2 separate regions of the Rattus norvegicus genome follow, and region 2 is linked to region 1. Evidence: chromatin contacts called from public HiChIP or PLAC-seq data. All regions are on one chromosome and are shown on one strand. Each heading gives the region's core, a stretch centred on a gene start, on an enhancer-like site or on the middle of the called end of the contact. The rest is flanking DNA. Distances are from core to core; before and after follow the strand shown. Region 1 holds the start of Ipo13 (importin 13). Region 2 holds the start of Kdm4a (lysine demethylase 4A).

Evidence for each region. HiChIP or PLAC-seq counts read pairs in DNA pulled down with a chosen protein or histone mark.
Region 2: a contact with region 1 is called in an H3K27ac HiChIP or PLAC-seq map of oligodendrocytes, with 3 times the contacts expected there. The contact joins the promoter of Kdm4a here to the promoter of Ipo13 in region 1. A contact is called at or near these places in 1 of 12 Hi-C or Micro-C datasets (kidney) and 1 of 1 datasets of contacts at active chromatin or transcription factors (oligodendrocytes).

What each region holds. Positions count from the first base shown.
Region 1 is chr5:136,737,131-136,741,196 of GRCr8, forward strand. It overlaps Ipo13 (importin 13), which reads right to left and starts at 2,348. Exons shown (of 20, transcript NM_053778.2): 1 at 1,625-2,348. The coding sequence starts at 1,708.
Region 2 is chr5:137,002,507-137,006,577 of GRCr8, forward strand. It overlaps Kdm4a (lysine demethylase 4A), which reads right to left and starts at 2,406. Exons shown (of 21, transcript NM_001107966.1): 1 at 2,291-2,406.

The DNA of each region.
Region 1 (4,066 bases), core at 1,098-3,597:
GGGTGTGACTTGATCCTGCAAGATGCTGCCTCTCCCTGACTTGTGGGGAGAAGGAGCGAGCAGGAAGGGAGATCTTGGGGCTTGGCTGACCTTTTGAAAACCTGAATCTTGCCCATGCTCTATCATATTCTCATCTTATAGTGCCACTGGGTTCTGAGAGGGACTCTCCACTGGAAAGCAGAAAAAGTGGGGGCTGGGCTCTTCCCATAGGCAGGTATGTAAGGGCAAGGCCTAGGAGAAAGGAATGGCTTCACAGAGATAAACGTAAGCTAGAGACAAGTACAGAACAGCCTGGAGGGGGCTGGCCCTTCTAGATACAGCTCCTCCCATTGATTCCAACAAGCAAACTCCCATTGCTCCCCGAGGATCATCCCGAGGTCACTCGGAGGCTGGCACTAAAGCCAGTGTGAAATCTGAGAAGAACTGCTTCAGTCCAGGTAGCCCTGGAACAGATACACTAGAAGGGAGGGAAGGGAACGTCTTCAGAGAGTACAAGTAAGCCTCCAATCAGATGATGCAGAGAGGTCTTGGCCAGAAGCAGCCCAAGTAAGCGCCTACCCAGGAGCTGTCAGCAGCAGAATCCCCAGGGCCCAATTCCAATGAGACTTCATGCAGAGAGAAAACAATGGCTCATCTCCCTGGCAGCACATGAAGCCATGTGCCACCATGCCAACACTGTCCAGCCCCAAGGGCCAGGTTCCCCAAATGGACTCCATTCAACTAGGATTAACCAAATCTGTACCCCCCTGAAAGCCAGTTATGGCTACTGTCCCTGGTTCAGCCACTCAGGGATGCAAAAGGGGACAGGAGACAGACACAGAAGAGATGCTTTCTCAACATTTGTTAAGCAAACAAGCCTCAAGAACAGCAAATGTGTTTAAGGGTGCCCCTTGCTAACCAGCAAGGTATCCCTATCTCTCCGGCCATCCCTGGGAGTATGGGGGTGGGTTGGTGGGTGCATTCCTGCATTCCAGGCTGCTGGGAGAAGAATAGAATAAAATAAGATAGCCTGGGCAGTGGAGAAGTACGGAAGGAGGCCATGGCAGAAAGCCATGTGGGCAGGTAGGTAAGGAAGGAAGGGCCCTGTAAAGTTGCCAGCAGAGCCAAGCCCCTTGGACCCAGCACAAAGCAAGAGAGCCAGACACACTCCTGCCTGCCCAGGACCGGTTTGACTTCCATCCAATAAGGAAAAGACCCTTTCTGAAGATGAATGAAAAACTAAGTCAGACGGTTTTAGTTCCAGATATCTTTGTGTGCCTTTGACTGAAAAAAAGTGAGTCGGGTCCAGGACAGCTCAGCATCAGTGTGGTTTCTAAGGTGGGGGTGGGGGATGGCAGATCTTGTGAGTTCCTAAGTCTAAGCCCTTCGGCACCCTAACCCTTTAGGGTTTAACAATCTAAGATGCTAGAATATCTATCTGAAAGGGGACCTGCGTCTACAGAAAGCCAAAAATAGCCCATTAGGCACTGCAACACTGCTGTCCAAGAGAGACGGTAAATACCAGGTGCTCTGGGGGCATCATCCCAGCGGGCACTGAGCCCAGCCAGGCCTGAGCTCTGGCATTAGTGTCAGTCCCCAGAACTTCTGCTCTGTCACTGAAGTGCCCACCCCAAGGCCCTCATACCTTCTCCACGTTCTCCACAGTGAAGTCCAAGGCTGGTGCTGCTCCAGCCCCTGCAGCCCCCAGCTGCTCCTCCCGCCGCTCCATTTTTGCTCCCTGCCTGGCAGGGAGGTGGACCCTGATCTCTCTCTTGCCCCAGCCCTTTTGGCTGTCAGCCCCCTGCTAGACCCCGGCTTGAGTACCCAGGAAGCGATGGGATGAGGGGATGCCCAGGGCGGGCATGGCTGCCGAGGCCTGCCCACCTCCTTTGGTGGTAGTGGGGTGGGGGTGGGGGTTGCAGAGGTCAAAAGATGTGCTCTTCGGAGGGGATCCGCGCTAAGGCGGCTCCCAAAAGGGAGGCCTCAGTGAGGTGCTCTCAGACAAGGGTCCTAGTGGGAGGTCACGGCTCTGTCCCTTGAATCAAAAGTCATAGGGGAGGAAGGCCTACAGGGGAAACAGAGGCCCTGGCCCGTGAGGGGTCACAGGGTCAACGGCCTGTACCCATAACACCCTAGTCTGGATGAGCTTCTAGATGCTGTGAGGTCAGGGGGCTGGGAGATCACCCTGGAGAGAGCCCTTCGCGAGATACGGAGACATCCAAGGAAGCACAGGGTTGCAGTTTCGTGAGTCTGGGGCAGAGTCGGTAGAGTTGAGGGGCTGAGCTAGGTTCCCTCCGTTCTCCTGGCCCGCGATATGCTCGCCTCCCGGCTTTGGCCCCGCTATGGTCGCTGCCTCCGCCCCAGTGACTGACAGACGGGCCGGCCCGGCCGGGACGGGGCGGGGACCTCAGCAAGACGCGGGCTGACCGGAGCGCCTGTCCCCAGTACCACCAATTCAGGCCCCCACCCACGCCTGTCCTGGCCCGGCACGGCCAAGCACATCCAGGTTCGGCATGGCGGAACTGCGCGGAAACTCATTCCGGGTCTTTGGCCCTGTTCTCGTGCTAGCTCGCGCGCCCCGGAACAGGCGAAGGAACGGCACACCGCCAGGGGCCCCTGCCCGAAGCAAGGACCCGCCCCTATGCACCTTGGGAAACGTAGTTTCCGCCCGACCGGAAGGCGGCCGGTGAGGAGGGAGTCTCGGAGCACGTGGGTTGGGGTCCTATGGAGCCCTATCCTATTCTCGGCTTACGGCAGAGGACCATCTTGCTCAGTCACATTGCCTAGGAGTGCAACTCCTGCGAAGACATGATTCTTGGGATGCTTGTAGATGGAGTTGGAAGCCAAGAAAAGAGGGGAGAGGGTCAAGTACGGCCGGCGCTCAGGCATAGGGAACTGGTGGTTTTGATGAACTATCAGTACCCGCCAAAGAAGAAGAGATAGGAGTTACTTGGTGCCCCACAATTTAAGAAAAAAAAAAAAAAAAAAAGCACTATGGATCAGCTTGTGAGCAACCAGGAAATCATATCCGTTCGCGCGCGCGCGTTTGTGGGGTGTGTGTGTGTGTGTGTGTGTGTGTGTGTGTGTGTGTGTGTGTGTGTGTGTGTGTGTGGAGAGAGAGAGAGAGAGTTTAAGGGAGGGGAGGAGAAGGGAGGGGAGGAGAAATCGTAAGGTTTTCATTATATTTCACGCTGTGGTGGGTTGGTTTGTTTTGAGATGGAATCTCTTACCAGGGGTGGTGGTGCAAACCTTTAAACCCAACACTCCCGGGGATTACAGGAGTGTGTCACCAAACTGGGTGTCTGAGATGCTATGAATCTCACCTAAGCACTGTGCACCCTGTCAGCTGGACCACATCCTCCACCTTCTTTGTTTTCAAGTGGGGATCTCACAGGCTTGAGGTGGGTGTTTTTATTCATTGTCCTCAGCTAAAATGGAAAAGTCAAGGTTGGAGGAAGAAGGCAAGCCCCTGCTCCCAGCATGCACTTCTTCTGCCGCCTCAACTTTTCCTTTCATTGACTCCTGTCAGCAGGGAAGAAAATTATTTCAAATGGAAGGATCTTTCTTTTTGCTTTGATTTTTTCCTTTTTTCTTTTCTTTTCTTTTCTTTTTTTTTTTTTTTTTTTTTTTTAAGACTGGGTTTCTCTGTGAGTCCCTGGCTGTCTTGAAACTCTGGCTTCCAACTAACTGATACCCACCTGTCTGCTCCAGAGTGCTGGAATTAAAGGTATGCACCATCACTCCCAGCCTAAAACTTTTTTTTAGACTAAATTATATTAAATTTGATTTGGGTTTACTGTATGGCTTCTCCCTCCTTATTGACTAAACTTTTCCCAACACAGCCTGCCATACCATTAGGAGGAGCAAACATTTTGTAAACCTGGGGAGGAAACAGATTAAGACAAGGACTGGAGACAACCATACAGGACCTTACATGTGTCCTACCACACTAGGCTACACTTGTGCTCTAAGGGAGGAAGCTGGCGCTGGAAGGAGCCTCTGAGGCCAGAGAAGGTCGATGAACACTTCCCAAAGGAGAAGAAACTTGATAAGATCTTGAAGAATTCTCAAAGCCTGGGAAGGAGAA
Region 2 (4,071 bases), core at 1,156-3,655, 270 kb after region 1:
AAGTGCAGCTGGTCAAGGAAAAGGAAATGTGGCGGTGGTATACTCCTTCCAGCCCAGTACTCAGGAGCCAGAGGCAGGCCAGCCTGGTCTACAGAGTGAATTCTAGGACAGCAAGAACTACACAGAGAAACCATGTTTCAGAAAACCAAACCAAACAAACAAAAACCTGATGGCCAAAACTGTCTATAACTATCTATATCCAGACCTCACTCAATAAGACATTGTGTTAGCAAAAAGAAAAAGAAAAAAAGCCCAGGTAAACAAAGCTATCATCATTTAGTTATTGGACCTATATAAAATACATCTGATCTATTTACCTTTAAATTTTACCCTGGCTGCTTTAAGTTAGTTACTCCCCTATTTATGTAGCCCTGGCTGTCCTGGAACTCCCTATGTAGACCAGGCTTGACCGAACCTACCTCTGCCTCCCAAGTGCTGGGATTAACAGTGTGTGTCACCAGTGAGCAGCAGTAATCCCTTCGTTAAACTACGACTGCATCTAAAAAGCTTCCTCTGGGCTCTTTCCTAGAGCACGGCTTTACAAGACTCTATACTCCTGAAAAGTGACTTAGCTACAGAGTATAAAGCTTCAGGAGTTTCGTGTCTTAAAAGGGCATTGATATTAACAGTATGCCTGGAGTTTAGAACACTACAGTGAAACTGTTCAATCTAAATCAAAACAGTTTCGGCAGCACTCGGGGAACAACTACTCAGTCGGCTCGACTGCACTGAAACCAGGCAATGAGCTGGCAATACAGGGTAAACTTCCCAAGGGCAGAGAGGAAAATACTGTGTATTTTTGGATAAGGTCCTTGAGTAAGTGGGCAGACCCTAAGTCCAGTGTGGGCAATGCAACAGATCGCCACAACTAGAAAAAGACAATGCATGCTAAAAAGGAGCCAGTTGAGAAGCAAATCTAGTATGTCCTTTACTGGACCTCCTCACCCACAGCCTAAGAGTTCTGCTTCCTCAAAGCCACCGGCAGTCCTACTTACTATAGGAAACTGTCTACAACCGTCCCACAACCTGGCACGGGATGAGAAGCAGCATGGAGTAAAACCATGCAAGATAGCAGAATAGAAACCCTGGCATCGTAACTTTTGGGCTTCCATTCCACCCCAAGTGAGGTATTTTTGGCTAGACACTTTTCATTAACTTTGCATAACAGATATACTGTTATCCCTGCTTTACATATCAGGAACGGTATCCACAGTCCCCTCCCTAAAGCATCTTCCACCACTTTCTGCTACCTCATCCCTAATACTTAGCTGAACTAAGACCTCTGCAAGAGAATATCCAAGTGTGGAAGAACTTGAAGCCTAATTCAATTTTCCTCTAAAGGGAGATTTTCAATATATTCTACTTTTGAAATTTTTGCAAAAAATGTAACGTAAATATCGGACTGGGGCTCCTCCCCTAGGCTTCAAAGGGGGTCATAACGTTGCTTCATCCGCCTCGGGCTCTATTTATCTTTGTGTGTCCAGAACCTAGAACAATGCATGCCGCAAAGTAGGCACTCAGTAACTGCTGAAAAACTCATTTCCTCTGCTCACTTTAGAGGGTTATCCCATTACTTTAACCCTAGGGTTCCGTTCCTGCAATATATTCCCTAGGGAAAATCTGTTCTGGGGCACCTTCCCGTCCGCATTCAGCAACAAAGCAAAGAGTACGGGGATCTAAACCTTCGGCTCTAGAGTGAAAACTCTTGAATACTGGTCTGACCTCTGCTACTTTTTAACACCTTGGCTGTGTGAGTGGACTAGATGAGTTTCAGTTTCTCCACCTGCAAAATGGGGATCCCAAACCCCTGCCCTGCTGGATCGTATGATTAACTCAGATGATGCAAGCGAAACCAAGACGCTAGGCCCGGTAAGCACTCCATAAAGGCAGCTGTTGCTAACAGTGGCCTGAAACTCCCGCACTCTCCGCCCCCGCGGCCACCCCCGCGGCATCCCTCCAAAGGCAGCCCGGTTCCCAGTGTCCCCGCACCACACCACTTACAGACACTGCCCCTCCCGGCCCCACCGCCTAGACGAGGGAGGCCCGGCCGCAGGAAGAAGAAAATAAGGCCCAGTGGGCCCGCCCCCCTCTCCCGACGTCCATTGGCCACTGGAGATTGGAAAGAACCAATCGCAAAACTCATTTTAGAAGCTCCTTTTTCTATTGCTCAAACCACATATCGATCACGGAGCACAGAAAGACCCACCTCACCACCCTCCCCCACCGGAGCTCACGGCCAGGGTTTTGGCAGCATCAAACCCTCAGGGATCCAAAGCCCGATGGCTCTCACCTGGAGCCTAAAGCCCTAGCAGGGCTCAGGCTCGATTCCTGCTGTCGCCACTCGCCGATCCCACTGTCTTTCTTGAGGGCGAAAGACAAAGCTCCGCCTCCTTTAAAGTCGGACTCTGCGCAGCCTCACAGAGCCCATAGTCAACCAACCCAAGGGTGGCTTTAAATCCTCAGCTAACCAATGAGCGCTCACAACAGCTGCTCGGCGTCTGGGACTACGAGTCCGTTTAGCCTATGAACGTCGTTCTCGGGCTGTTGCCAGGAGAAAACGCTGAACCTCTCGGGACTGGGGCCACTGAGCATCAGGGCTGGATCCAGAGTTAGCCTATCAGAAGCTGACTCAGATCTCCATAGCTAAGCTGGTTAGTAGAAAGAAGCGAGTACCCTGAAATGGGCTGGCCGGTTGTGGGGAAGGGCGAGCAGGTGGGTATAGGATGTTTCTAGCGAAAGGATAAGCCTAAGTTTTCTTGGAGTAATTCGTTTGCCTAAGATATAAAGGCGATGGAAGACCTCGGGAAAGTTTCAAAAGTCAAGGAGTTCAGAGAACGTGACCAGCATGTCCGGGTTTGTCCAGGACTCTCAGTTCTCAAAGTCTTACGTTCTAAGAAGCCCCTCGCCTGCTGGCAAGGCGGGGTAGGTAGGGATCTGTTCCAGGAGAAGGAGCCCTGGGGGGATCATTAGGACAGATCCTAAAGGAAGATATCCCTGGGGTTTTTAAAAAGCGGCTCCCCTTGAGCGAAAATTTTGGGTCATTAGCAACTCTTGGAGGGAAGAGGGTGATTCTAAGAATCATTAAAGGCACTTCAGGGGGCCCGAAAGGGATCCCTCGAAGTCATTAGGAGCAGTTCCTGAGAGGCTGTGAGTGAGCAGCCTTAAGGAGTTCCCAGATTGTCAAGGACGATGAGGAAGGAGATGGTAACAGACCTATAACACCCTTACAGGTCAAATAAGGAAGAGAACTCACCCAGACTTAAAACATGAGCAAAATTCCCGATAGTACCAGAAGGAATTGTATTGTGTCTGAACTGCTTTCAAAACTAACCCCTGGGTACAGAGAGATGACAGAGAGGAAAGGCAGAAGCCTTATGATCTGAGATAAGCCGTTGAGGAAAGAATCAATACAAGTTCACAAGATGTCCTCCGACTTTTGTGGGATGCAGTGCCAGCGCTGCCACCCCAAACACACTAAATAAATAGATAATTTTTTTTTAAAAAACGTGTTTTTATTCTTTTTTTTTTTTTCGGAGCTGGGGACCGAACCCAGGGCCTTGCGCTTCCTAGGCAAGCGCTCTACCACTGAGCTAAATCCCCAACCAAAAAAAACGTGTTTTTAAACAACTTCTCATGCATGCCTAGATTTTTTCAAGGGGAAGAAATTCAGGGGAGTTGAGATGGATGGCAAGAGTTTACCGAAACTAAAGGAGATACTTCATAGAATGTTATGGGTTAACTATCTGAGCTCATATCTGATGAAAATGTTGCTTCAAAAAAAAAAACGGGATGCCAGCCTGGAATAGGGAGTTCTAGGACAGCCATGGGTACATTTTAGACCTTGTCTCAAAACAAAACAAAAAACTTGTTCCCTAGTTCTTAAAATTACATCTATTTAGGCTGTGCACAACGGCACAATCTCACACTCAGGAGGCAGAGGCGGGTGAAATTCCTGCACTCTCCGACCCCCTTGGCCCACCCCCACCCTTTGCCCCACACCCACACCCACCCACCCCTACCCCCACCCCCACCCACCCCGCACCTACCCTCCCCACCCCACACCCACCCCCC